Regions from separate parts of the Pan troglodytes genome. Here regions 2 and 3 are each linked to region 1. Evidence: chromatin contacts called from public Hi-C data. All regions are on one chromosome and are shown on one strand. Each heading gives the region's core, a stretch centred on a gene start, on an enhancer-like site or on the middle of the called end of the contact. The rest is flanking DNA. Distances are from core to core; before and after follow the strand shown. Region 1 has its middle 27 kb from the start of NFIA. Region 2 overlaps NFIA (nuclear factor I A). Region 3 overlaps NFIA (nuclear factor I A).

Region 1 (4,071 bases), core at 693-3,192:
GTGGTAGGAAATGCGGTCTCTGGGCTTTGCCAGTGTCGGGAGGATAGTTCCAGCATATTAGTCCCTGTCTGCTTAAATGCCGACGTTAGGTACCCGGCATGTGATGTCCTGCGGTTGAGCCCTCTTACTCTTACTCATCAGGTCCCGGCTGCAGCGCTGGGAACGCTGGGCACACCTGCCGATTTTAAAGCAGCAAATTCAGTTCAGGCCACCGGGAGCGGGAGGGCTCGCTTTTCCGCTGGGGCTACCGCATGAAGCAAGTGCTTAAATTTTTTCCCTTCACAAAAGGGAAAAAACCATTTTGCTTAAATCTGTTTTTTCTTAGGACGCACTTAGAGACCAGGCCCGCCAATATTCCAGTTAGAGTTAACGCTACCAGAAATATGCAGTGCTTTAGGATTCCAACTTGGGACTCGTTGAAGACCAGAATGTTACAGTCAATCTCGCCTTTCTCTTTTTGTTTCCAACACCCTACTTTCCCTTCAGTCTCTTTCCTCTTCGGTGTTCTCTACCTCTTGAAATATAAAAGTTTAATAAAAACACCACCCTATTCTATTTTTTAAAATAAAAGTTGACACTAAATTTGAGAGCTAGTGTTGCAACTAAGCTCTTCGGAAGTTTACCCATCTGTTCTCCAAACCTTTGATGCCTGTAATGTCAACCACGATTGCTTCTTAAAATTCACTAAAAGAAGTCTTTCAGTAACTTTGAAAAAGTGTAATAAATGCTAATGGGGGGGGGGGAACTCCCAACTCTGATGGATTTTACTTTCTCGGATCAAGGAGCAGGACTCCAAGCAAAAGAATAAACTTTATGTAGTTTATTTTTAAACTATTCTATTTTCAGTAGCGATTTCTCTTCCTTAGCTAAATTACTCAGCTTTGCTCAATTCCACTTTTACCTTTCCCCACACGTCCTCACTGACTCAGCAATTGTCACCGAGTGAGACCCTAGGCAGTGGGAAGGAGGCCCCCACAGATATGCTCCCTGGCTAAAGCGCTCAATTGAAGATCTGAGAAAATATCTTCAGAAACTACAAATGGAGCAAATCATTTACCTAATTCACTCAAGAGCTTCCACGGGAAGGACTCTGGAGGATGAGTGTCCTCCTAATGCGGTGCTAATGAAAAGCCCCTTAGCCGGCTCTCCGGCCGAGCGCCGGACCGCGTCTGCTCGGCGTCTACGGCGGAGCGACCCTGGTTGGCGGCGGCCGCGCATTCCCCCCCCACCTGCCCGAGGTGGCACGGCGGCCGCGGCGACTCCGGACGCCGCCGGGGCCACTCTCCGGAGCGCCGCCCTGCGACCCCGGACGCCCCCTCCCTGCCCCCACCCACCGGCGCGGGTCTTCCTCCCGCTCTTCCTCCTCCTCACCCTCCCCGGGGCTCTGTGTGGGGGGCCAGGAGGTGACTGGGGACGCTTCCTCGGTCGCGACTCCCGGTTCTCCGCGGCCTCCCGCCCGGGGGGGTTGGGGTTAAAATCTGGGAGTTCAGCTCTGCGGCGAAATCTCGGGTTCCCAGGGAGGGGCCGGAGGGAAGGAAGACCCCGCGGGGAGCGCGCCGGCCAGAGCCGCCCCCGCCCCGCGCGGCCGCTGTCCCGTGGGGAGGATGAAAGCGCAGGGCCCGGGCGGGGCCGCGGCGGCTCCAAGGGGCGGCGAGTGCGGGGCGGGGACTGCGGCGCTCGCGGTGACCGGGCCCCCCTTCCCAAGCCGCAGCTCCTGGCCCTGCAGGTGCACCCCCAGCCCCCTTTTAGGCCCCTCCGTGGAAACCGCCTTCCGGCCCAAGTTCTATCCTTTGAGGCTTTGAACCAGGCCTTTCAGAAGTTTTTTAAGCTGCCCCGCCCCGCCGGCACTCACGGGGGTCACAGTCCCCCATCCCTCCACCTCCGCTACAGCTGCCGGCGAAGCGGGTGCCGGGAGGAAGCGGAGTGGGGGCCAGCGGGCCGGCCCGAGGGTCGGGGACCGAAGCGCCGCCCCGGAGCGCCAGGCTCGGCCCCAGCGCTTGGAGATCGCGCCGCGTAGCCCGACCTCGGAGGAAGCGCGGGCCCGCCAGCCCCTGGAGAGGGGAGGGCAGGGGGGCTGAGAGAGGAAGAGCGCGCGGGGAGGGGGGCACGTCCCCATCACCGAGGTTCCTGCGCTCAGTTCAAGCCAGGGGACAACTTAAATTGGCCTTCAGGGGAGGCAGCTGGTGACCCGTGTCCTCGCCCTCCAAATTCCCCTGAGCGAAGCAGGGCGCCACCTACAGGCGAGCTCTAGATAGCAGGCAGGAGAAAGACGCGCCTGCAAAGTAATGTGGCCCCGTCCCAGCAAGCCTAGCAAGGCCTGTTGTGTCCACAGCCTCCTCTCAGCTGCCTGAGCCTGTACCGAGTTATAGGTCTGTTGGCAACAGCAAGAGCCCTGAGGGCACTCAGCGTGTGCTTTTGGGGAGTGGAGAACTGGGTGTTAATTTCAGGAATTGGGGGATTCCAGTATCAAAGAAGTAGCAGCTCTCATTGGACAGGCAGGTTGCACCCTGACAATTTTGGCTGCACTTTGACTCCAGTATCTCGACTCCAGGCTATTTTCATGGGATGCACTATGTTTCCTTGAGAATAGCTGTGTAGCCTTGGGCAAGTTACTTTATCTCCCTGAGTCTCTATTTCCTCATCCCTCAAAAGAGGGAATAGTGGTACCTGTCTGATAGAGTCATTGTGAGAATTTAATGAGAAGATGTAGGTAAGAAGCTGTAGGTGCCTTCTAAGGAATTTTCACCTATTTCTTTCTTTTTTAAAAATAGTTTTTAATTATTTTTTTATTTATTTTGAGTCGGAATCTCTCTCTGTTTCCCAGGCTGGAGTGCAATAGCGCGGTCACGGCTCACTGCAACCTCTGCCTCCCTGGCTCAAACAATTCTCCTGCCTCAGCCTCCTGAGTAGCTGGAACTACAGACACGCGCCTCCATGCCCGACTAATTTTTTGTATTTTTTAGTAGAGACAGCGTTTCACCATGTTGGCCAGGCTGGTCTCAATCTCCTGATCTCAGGTGATCTGCCCGCCTCGACCTCCCAAAGTGCTTGGATTACTGGGATTACAGGCCTGAGCCACCGCACCCAGCCAACTTTCACCTATTTCTAATGTGAAGACCCATCTTTTATTCTAAGAAATCTAACTTGTAAGACTGTTTAGCTTCTTTCTGTTCCTTGAAGATTAGGGCCTTAGAGGAAGTGGGAGAGAGCTAAGAGGTTTCAGTGTTTGAGTAGGAAACAGGATGGGTTACGGGGAGTTTTGATAACCAGCTTATCTCCTCATAGACAACGGCTGTAGGCCGGGTGCTGTGGCTCACATCTGTAATCCCAGCTCTTTGGGAGGCCGAGGTGGGCGGATCACCCGAGGTCAGGAGTTCGAGACCAGCCTGGCCAACATGGCGAAACCCCATCTCTAATAAAAATATAAAAATTACTTGGGCGTGGTGGTACATCTGTAATCCCAGCTTCTCAGTAGTCAAGCAGGAGAATCACTTGAACCTGGGAGGTGGAGGCTGCAGTGAGCCGAGATCACACCACTGTGCTCCAGCCCGGGCAACAGAGTGAGACTCTGTCTCAGAGAAAAAAAAAAAAAAAAAAAAGACAATGGCTATGTGGTGGCTCAAGCCTGTAATCCCAGTGTTTGGGAGGTGCGCGGGTCACTTGAGCCCAGAGGCTGGAGACCAGCCTGAGCAACACAGAGAAACCCATTTCTACAAAAAAAAAAAAAAAAAGCTGGGCGTGGTGGCCCATGCCTGTAATCCTAGCTACTTCGACAGCCAAGATGGAAGGATGGCTTGAGCCTGGGAGGCTGAGGTTGCATTGAGCTGAAATGGCACCACTGCACTCCAGTCTGGGTGACAAGCTAGACCTGTCTCAAAAACAACAACAAAACGAACCAAAAAAACCAAACAACATCTTATATTTGTGGATGACTTACTATTACTATTTACTATTTTTATTATCATTTGCCTCTATTAAATGATTTAATTATCATTTTCACAATCTCATATGGTGTACATTATCCCTATTTATTTATTTAAAGACAGGGTCTCTCTCTGTCACCCAGGCTGG
Region 2 (4,071 bases), core at 1,000-3,499, 400 kb before region 1:
TATATATTGCAGATCTCAGCTACTACAAAAGATTTAGTTCTCCATGTGCCTCCTCAATGCTCAAGGAGGATCACACCTGTGTGGGTAAATTCATGAAATACTGTGAAACAGCCAGGCTCCGTAAGGAAAGTGTGTTACAACAGGAAGTCAGTGAGCAAGGGTAGTCCTCCGCTAGCCACGTCACCTAATGCTCACGCTACCATGGAAACACTTCAAATGTTACAAAGCCCAACCATTTCCAGCACCATATGAGAAATTACAACAGTCCCTAAAGTATTTAAAAAAAAAAAAATCCCAAAAGGTTATGGCCTTTGCTGTTTGACCATAATGCTTGCTGTTTCCATGTACAAGTTGATTTGAATCGGTTTTTCTCCCCTTCCACTGACAGTGAAGTTGTAACTGCGCTGGGTTGAGGTTGCGTCCATGTTACAGAGTTGAGAAGGGGTCAGGTGGTCTGTCTGGTGGATGGTGGGACGCTGCAACTTTTATCCCAGGTACCAGGACTGGAAGACAAAAGGAAAAATACAATTAAAATCACAATTTGTAAAAACGTGTGTTTTAGAAGTTGCCTTTTCAACCACGAAATCAGGATCTACGTTAGGGATGCGGGAGGGATTCGCTGGGAAAAGTAAAGGCACGACAGACAATAAAAAATCCTGTGACACTGAAACTGATCTTACTCTTCTGAAATTATAATTCATTGTCTTCGTTGGGGTTTTCCAACATTCTGAGTGTATCTTACAGAATGAGGTATTTCTGTTCACTTGAAATACAAATAAGGGTTTTGTTAACTGATGGGGGCAGTTATAGGAGGGCAGGAAACTTGACCATCTTGTTTATCATTCAATCCTCAGTGCCTAGCCCAGTGCCTGGAATACAGAACGTTCTTAATGAAGAAGAGTTGAATGAATGGAGAATGGGTGAAGGGAGGGGTTTCATGTGGCAATGAATGGCTACTCTGATGATTTTCAACTTCTCCTTTCAAATGAGGTGCAGGCACTGAAGCCATGATTGTGACACTCTCCTAACAGGCCCAGATGGTCAATAGCGACACAAGAATAAGTGGAGGTAAGGTGGAAAAAGTGCTGGACCCAGTCTTCCTGGGTGATTTTGAGCAAGTCACAGTATTTTTCCTTCCTTACATATGTAGGATTTTATGAGGGAAGATGCTCCTTTCAGCCCAATATATCTAAAATGGTATTTTCAAGCATGAAACATAATAACTAAGCAGGATCAAGATTTTACTCTATTAAGTACCACATTGTCCAAAAGAAAAATGAGGCCACTGCGTACCCTTCATTCATGCTTGCGTCCATGCAGCATTTATTTAGAGCCTTCTGTGTGCCTGCCAGGCCCAGTTACTGGTTACCTTTTCCTTTCGTAAATCCTTAGGTGATTAGCTTTGAGCAATTGTCTGGTCATATATCACTTTATCTGCTGGCATTTCTTTTTCTGTTAGCTAGACAGAATGAGCAATTATGGACTAACATCAGAGTTAGTTTCTCCAGTGAAATAAAAAAGTATGTGGCTTTTGCCGACTTTTCTCTAGAGATACCTTGACAAATTCACTACATTTATCATTATTTACAGAAAAATTACCAAGGCCTAACAAAAACCAATGCTTCTGAATTCTTTAAGTTGACGGTATCAGAAAGGGTTCTGATTGGGTTGCTTCAGGCAAGTGAAGGATCATCCCTGTGGAAGAGATTCCATTAGGTAACGTAAGGACTCATTTGGTCCCCAGGGATGAATGGCTAAGTGATAGCTACATGGAGTTTGGTATAAGATTTCCTAGTCACACAAGCCACCTTTGATTTCCAGAGGAGTTTAAAAAACTTAAGCCCAGACCGAAAAACTACGCATCCTGTAGACTTTCAGATGTTATTCTTTGACCACATGCTTTGAGGAACACAATAAAGCCTCTTGTGTCCTGAAAGGAAATCAGCCTGGCAAATACACATGGCCTAAATCTAGCTGGACAAAAGAAAGAAGAGGGAGAGAGAAAGGAGAGAGAAAGCAAGCCCCAAACCGTGTTTCTAGTAGGCCTCTACCTAACAGCTGACTCTCATCCACGTTAGAGCCGCTTCCTCCCTTCTACAAAACAGGCTCAAACTTTGGGTGCGGGGAATAATGCTTACTATTTCTGTTTTCACACTTTCTAAGTCGGTTGTGAAATTCCAGACTTCTTCAATCTGACACTAAGGTAGTTCTTGAAGCAAAGGCCTGGCACCCAGTGAGTCAGCAGGGGGAGCAGTTCTCCACACCACAGTTTCTGGACGAGACCTCAGGGCACTACAAAAATCTGCAGTGCCTCTGCACTTCTCTTAAAAAGCAAAGCGCAAAAAAAAAAAAAAAAAAAAGTTTCTTCACACATCTTACTATTCAGTATGTGCCTTGCCGACAAGGTTACCCCAGAGCAGCTCTGTAATCCTTCACTGAAATAGGCTTTATTGATTGCTCTGGTCTATTGTTCTCTTTTCAAGTCCCCCAAGTTCAAGTTCATCCTGGTGTTACATCATGTCTGGTTGCTAAGAGCAACCAGACAGACCCAGACGTGACTATCATTAGCAAGAAACCCTCTGCTCTCCTCCCACCAACCTTCCAGTGGTTCTGACGTAGCAGGCCCACTGCAAACACATTGAAGTATTTATTCTGCCTAATTTATGACCTACACAGCAAGCAAGACCCCCACTCCAAAAACCAACACTGTTGTATATTTAATTAATCTGTCTTTCTCTGGCACTTGGGAAAGTTAGACAAAGGACTAATTATTGTGTTTCACTCTCCACACTTTTCTTTTGGGGGGTGGATATTTGCATGGGAAAGAAAACTACCAGGCCCAGCATCAGCCCCCCTCCTCTTTTTCTTTTTGCCCTATTGACATTTCATGAAATACTTTAGCTGCTTAAGGGAATTAGAAAAAAAAAATGCGATGTGAATGTTACTCCTTCTGAGTTGGTATTCAGTAACACAAATCAACTCATGACATGTTTAAATTTAAATGCTAACCACACACTCTCAGAGTTACTTTAAAGGTTAGTTTTTAATCAATAGAAGTTGCTGACTCCAGGTTTTTGAGCTGCGCGCTGCAACTCTTGGGCTTTTGTCTAACGTTAAAGCTTTCAAACTTTTTTTTTCCTTGAGATGATTTTAGCAATGATTTGCAGACACAGAAGGCTATTGTGCTCTGACCAGCAACATGTCAATAGAGGGGCTGAGCTGCCCTGTGGTGGGGTGTCAATATGACTCCTGAAGGCAGAGGTTGGGGGTCTTTAATAACCCGTGAAAAAACCTTAATTAACCCTTTCAGGCCCAAACCAAAACCTATTCTTAAACTTGTTCACTCCTATAATTTGACCATTAGTACTTATTTCAACATCACACTAATCTTCATGACAATTAACCCAGCTACTTGACCAAGGTTTTCCAGAATAGGAAGTTGGTTAGGGGAACCACACAGGGAATTTTTTTTTTTTGAAGTCTCTGATTAAATCATTTATTTGCAGAGATGGCAGATAGTTCTAATAATAATAATAATAATAATAATTCATACATCTCCCTGAATTTTCTCCTAATCAGTTTGTAAAGACACTCATAATCCCATTGGGATGAGTGTGACAGTCACACATGTGTAAGCCAGTCAATTCCTAGAAACTTCCATGAGCTGCTAGTAACACCAGATGGACAATATAATGTTTGTAAAAGCCTACTTTTCTCTTGTGATATTTTCTTATAATTTCTATTATGCAAGCAGTACAAATTTTAGAACATTAATTGAGGAATGATTCTGCATATTTTCTTCTTGGGTCATATAGGAAAAACATAAAAGAAATCTGAGCTTATTCGATTGTTGGGGTTGAGCAGCAAATCACTGGGAAAATGGGAACACATTAAACAAAAACCATCCTCAGACATTTAGTGACATAAGCATAGGTTTCATATGTTTTCTGCCTTCGTACTTTATAGCCCCTTAATCTACCCTACTGTATCCAAATGGACTACAAAGGAATCTCCCTCCCTATGTGCAGTGAGTGGCATTATTACAATGCAATATAAGATGATGTTATCTTG
Region 3 (4,071 bases), core at 956-3,455, 290 kb before region 1:
TTTTATACTTGACACATAGAAAGCATAACTGATGAATGACCTAGAAATAGATGAACATACGAATAGAGACCATGACAACACATTAGTGTGTACATCAAGGGGTATGTTGTGCTTCTCCCCAGTTCAAATCTTTATAATAAGAGTATTCATAGTCTGGTAAATTTATCAGAAGCTTCAGCTGAGAACAGAGATCAAAAGGGCCTCAAATTCTACCATGAGAACTCTCACTGCCAGCTCTAACCAGGAAGATTGTAGGAGTATGCATGTAAGAGAAAGGACTCGACCTTCATGCAGAGCAGTGACTGAAGGATACACTAATGTCATAAGCGTATTCCTGCCATAGTTCTAATTTCAACAGCTCAGTGGTCCATGACAACTGCCAGGGCACATATCGAACACAAGGTATATGCACCTTTTAATTCATAGGGCTGAGTCAGCTGAGGACAGAGTCAGTCTAAGGGTGGGGATACTCTCACCTTACATGGCTTCATTAGGTGAGGAGGGTAGGATAGGAAAAAATCAAGCTTGGCCACCCATACTGCGAGCTAGGATTCAGAAGAAAGCGTAGTTTGACGACAATTTCTATTACTGCCAGTCCATTGCACCTGCTGCCAGCTTTACTACCCAAATATTCACCCCAAACATGTCAAGAAAATTAAAAGGAAAAAATCATACAACAAAACATCCTCCTGAACTAATTCAATTTCAATATTTATTTTGAAAATTTATTGAATTATAGTAGAGGAAGCTGGCTGAATTAAGCCAGCCAGACTGTTATTCTTCTTCCTACGAGTATGGCAATATTTATTATTTTACCTCTCTATGAGGGGTTGATTAAAACTAGAAAATGTAACATTTGCAAAGTCATAATATATTCAGAAGAAGGTGGTTCAGATAGGCAAAATAAAAATATATAGGGGCCAATCAGAATTTTCTCTTCCATAACTTAGATTTTCTTTAAAAACTACATTTGGAAATAGACATTATGATTTTTTTTAAAGGGCCACCCACTCTTTTGTCTGCTCCACACTCTACCTTCACTCTAGAAGAGGTGCCATTGACTTCTACAGATATAAAATGTGTGACGTTCATTTTAAAATTACTAGTAGAGCCTGCTATTGACCATCTAATTATGCCGAGTTCCATTTATAAACATAGCTAACCACTAAGTTTATGGAGACTTTTTGTGCTGCTTTAATAGGATATTGATCGAGCACATAGTTTGAGTAGACTGCCATTGAATTGTGTAATGGCAAACAAAAGGCAAGGTCACGGCAACTGTTCATGCTGGGGCTGCAATCTATTTTTTATTATATTCTTTTTGTTTCTTCCTTTAATGCTCGAGCCCAAATGGTTTCTTTTGAAAGAAGATCTTGCTTAAGAATATAAGCTATTTTTAAAATTAATTTCCATGCAATGATCACAGCTATCGTGTTACTTAAACACAGGAAAACCAACGGGCCACTAGTTTAGAAAGAAAGTTTTAAATCTATCCCACTTTAATTAAGATCTAAAGTACTGCGAATGTTTAAATGGCACCCCAAATGACTGGACGTCTGGAATTTCTTATCCTACACCCATTTCCTCATTAGTCCTTCTGTGCAAGAACATTTTGTATTTTCAAGTTTGGGCTTGTTCCTACCCAAGAGTTTCGTTTTCTTGTTGTGCCTTGTAGCCGAGTTCATTCTGTCTTAGAAGTTCCACCATGTCAGGTTAGAATATTGCCAATAGTTCTTACTAAATTACTAGCCTGAAAATCTAAGCATCTGAATATGGGTACTTGAAAACGTAACAAGGACCCAGAGACTTCAAAAAGAACTTTAGAAATGAACTGCAATTTGGATGTTAATGACAATTCCTGTGTGAAAATATAGAAAGAGCGCACATTTCTAAGGCAGAAAACAGCCACTAGGGTGCCACCTCATGCCAGGCTGAGGCATATGCCTGGTTCCATTCACTCCCACTCTCCATTGACAAACAACTCAGGAATCCTGTAGTGGACCCGGCAGCTGAGCTTTGTGGCAGAGCCAGGACAATTCAGCTGCCGGATTTTAATAGATTCTGCAGCACTGCAACAGGAACCAAAAATCAGTCTGGGTAACTGAGAGTGGTTTTCACACCCAAAGACTCTAAGGCTGGCCACAGTGTACTGAGAATCCTGGCTTTTCAAAATTCCGGGGCCATGAAGTCATCCTTAGCCACGAAGTTTACTTAACCCTTGCAGCCGGCTTGGGTGTACAAACCGCCGCTAGAAAATTAGAGCCCACCAGGCCAGAGTCACAATGGCCTGTGTGTATTTGCGGTTTTCCTCTTTCCCAGTGAAGTAGTTAGGGTTTCGAAGTCACTCCACCAACTTCAAGTAAAATAGAGTCAGCAATTTGGAAGGAAATGGGCAGAAGTAGTGGATTTTTCAGGAGAACTTTCTGGGTTCATACCAGGAGTGATATTTGACGGTCTTAGCACTCATACTTTGAGGAAAACACTAGCGCAAAATAAACAAAAGAGTGGGTGCTGACAGAGAGAGCTATCTAAGCAGCATCATTTAGCAGCTAGTAGAGTGGGCTCTCTTTGTAGCAACTTCAAGGGAAAGAGACCAATCTAAAAATGCCTTGAGAAGGCTTTGTTTGAAAATGCAGCATCATGTAAGAGCCATTTCAACAGATGGTTCTTGTCTCTTTCCTCATAGTATTATGCTAAAACAACTTTAGTGATTCTGAACCACATTGTTAACACTTGTAAAACCCCCTTCCCCAAAGCAGAGAATACTTCTCTCTCTCTCTCTGGCACAGCATCTAGTGGTCTGTATTTTCCTCCTCCCCTGGAACAAGGCAATAAATAATTGAGCTACTTTCAGATGGTCCTACCACATGGGGGAAAAACTAGCAAGAGAACAAATATAGATTTTTATGCTACAGTATCTTCTTTGCCATGGAAGCAGAACTTTCCATTCTTGCCTTTCATGGACTTTAGATGATAATGAAAAAAAAAAATTAAAAGGTGGTGGGCAGGAGGCAAGGAGGAAAGGCGAGTTCACGGAAGGTTGCAGCTTCAGTTGGCCAGCAGGAGTCCCTGATTCCAACAGGTTCATATATCTGATCAGTATAATTCAATGGCAAGCATCCTTGTTGCCTAATCCCTCACCTCTGAATTTGTGAGGCTAAGCCAGCAGCTTTCTCCTGAGTTTCTCTGCCATTGCCACCTTGGTAGTAACGCTATTAAAAACAACACACTTAGCACATAGTTATTTCAGTGAATCCACATGAGGAAATACTGAAATAGCACCTCCTTCCTCTCTTACATTTAAAAGGAAGAAAATGAAAAACAAAAACTAACTGGAAACCTAGTGAAAGTAAATATTTGTATTAGCAAATTTAAAAATCGAATACTAAAGATCCAGAAAGGGAGAAAAATCTCAACCTAAGCCATCATTAATGATTGTGAAATTTTCAGCCCATGTAAGTAGTCATAATTAGGTATAATTGCAGGGGACTGGATAGGGCTGGGATAGATAACAGAAGGTTAAGAAGAAATCTGCAAAATAGTCAGAGATTGTAGGACACTGAGACCATTAAAAACATCTAAGTGAAAGGCATAACTATGGAGAGAGTAAAAAGATCAGTGGTGGGGAGTGGGAGGTAATGAATAGGTGGAGAACAGGAGATATTTAGGGCAGTAAAACTATTCCATATGATACCATAATAGTAGCTACCCGTCACTATGTATTTGTCAAAACCCACAGAATGTACAAGAGTGAACCCTAAGGTAAACTGTGGACTTTAATTATTAATTATGCGTCAATACTGGCTCATGAATTTTAACAAATGTACCACACTAACAAACGATGTTAACAATAGGGGAAACTGTTTTGGAGGAGGGGTATACGGGACTTCTGTACTTTCTGTTAACCTAAAACTGTAAACCTAAAAAACTGCCCTAAAAAAGAATAAAGTCTGTTAATTAAAAACAAACTCACACCTAAAAACAAATCCAGGAAAAAAAATTAATTAAGTATCTTACTTGCTTTGGTTTACATGAAAATAATTTTAACCTTTTTTAATGCACAAATTAATA

Evidence for each region. A called contact is a pair of places that touch in the nucleus more often than the background predicts.
Region 2: a Hi-C map of induced pluripotent stem cells shows a contact between it and region 1, with 2.5 times the contacts expected there. The contact joins two enhancer-like sites. A contact is called at or near these places in 3 of 7 Hi-C or Micro-C datasets (blood, induced pluripotent stem cells and stem cell-derived neural progenitor cells) and 1 of 1 datasets of contacts at active chromatin or transcription factors (stem cell-derived excitatory neurons).
Region 3: a contact with region 1 is called in a Hi-C map of stem cell-derived neural progenitor cells, with 5 times the contacts expected there. The contact joins two enhancer-like sites. A contact is called at or near these places in 2 of 7 Hi-C or Micro-C datasets (blood and stem cell-derived neural progenitor cells) and 1 of 1 datasets of contacts at active chromatin or transcription factors (stem cell-derived excitatory neurons).

The regions. Positions count from the first base shown.
Region 1 is chr1:169,953,184-169,957,254 of NHGRI_mPanTro3-v2.0_pri, forward strand. No RefSeq gene overlaps it. Among named protein-coding and RNA genes, the nearest start is that of NFIA, 27 kb to the left of the region's middle. Within about 2 kb of position 1,943, at least 16 of the 24 cell types and tissues checked have an H3K27ac peak or open chromatin away from gene starts, as enhancers often do. A contact at or near this core is called in induced pluripotent stem cells and stem cell-derived neural progenitor cells, where this site is marked.
Region 2 is chr1:169,548,477-169,552,547 of NHGRI_mPanTro3-v2.0_pri, forward strand. It overlaps NFIA (nuclear factor I A), which reads right to left. Exons shown (of 11, transcript XM_001157327.8): 11 at 1-503. The coding sequence ends at 486. Among named protein-coding and RNA genes, the nearest start is that of TM2D1, 280 kb to the left of the region's middle. Within about 2 kb of position 2,250, at least 12 of the 24 cell types and tissues checked have an H3K27ac peak or open chromatin away from gene starts, as enhancers often do. A contact at or near this core is called in induced pluripotent stem cells and stem cell-derived neural progenitor cells, where this site is marked.
Region 3 is chr1:169,665,781-169,669,851 of NHGRI_mPanTro3-v2.0_pri, forward strand. All of the region lies in intron 4 of NFIA (nuclear factor I A), which reads right to left. Among named protein-coding and RNA genes, the nearest start is that of NFIA, 260 kb to the right of the region's middle. Within about 2 kb of position 2,206, at least 12 of the 24 cell types and tissues checked have an H3K27ac peak or open chromatin away from gene starts, as enhancers often do. A contact at or near this core is called in stem cell-derived neural progenitor cells, where this site is marked.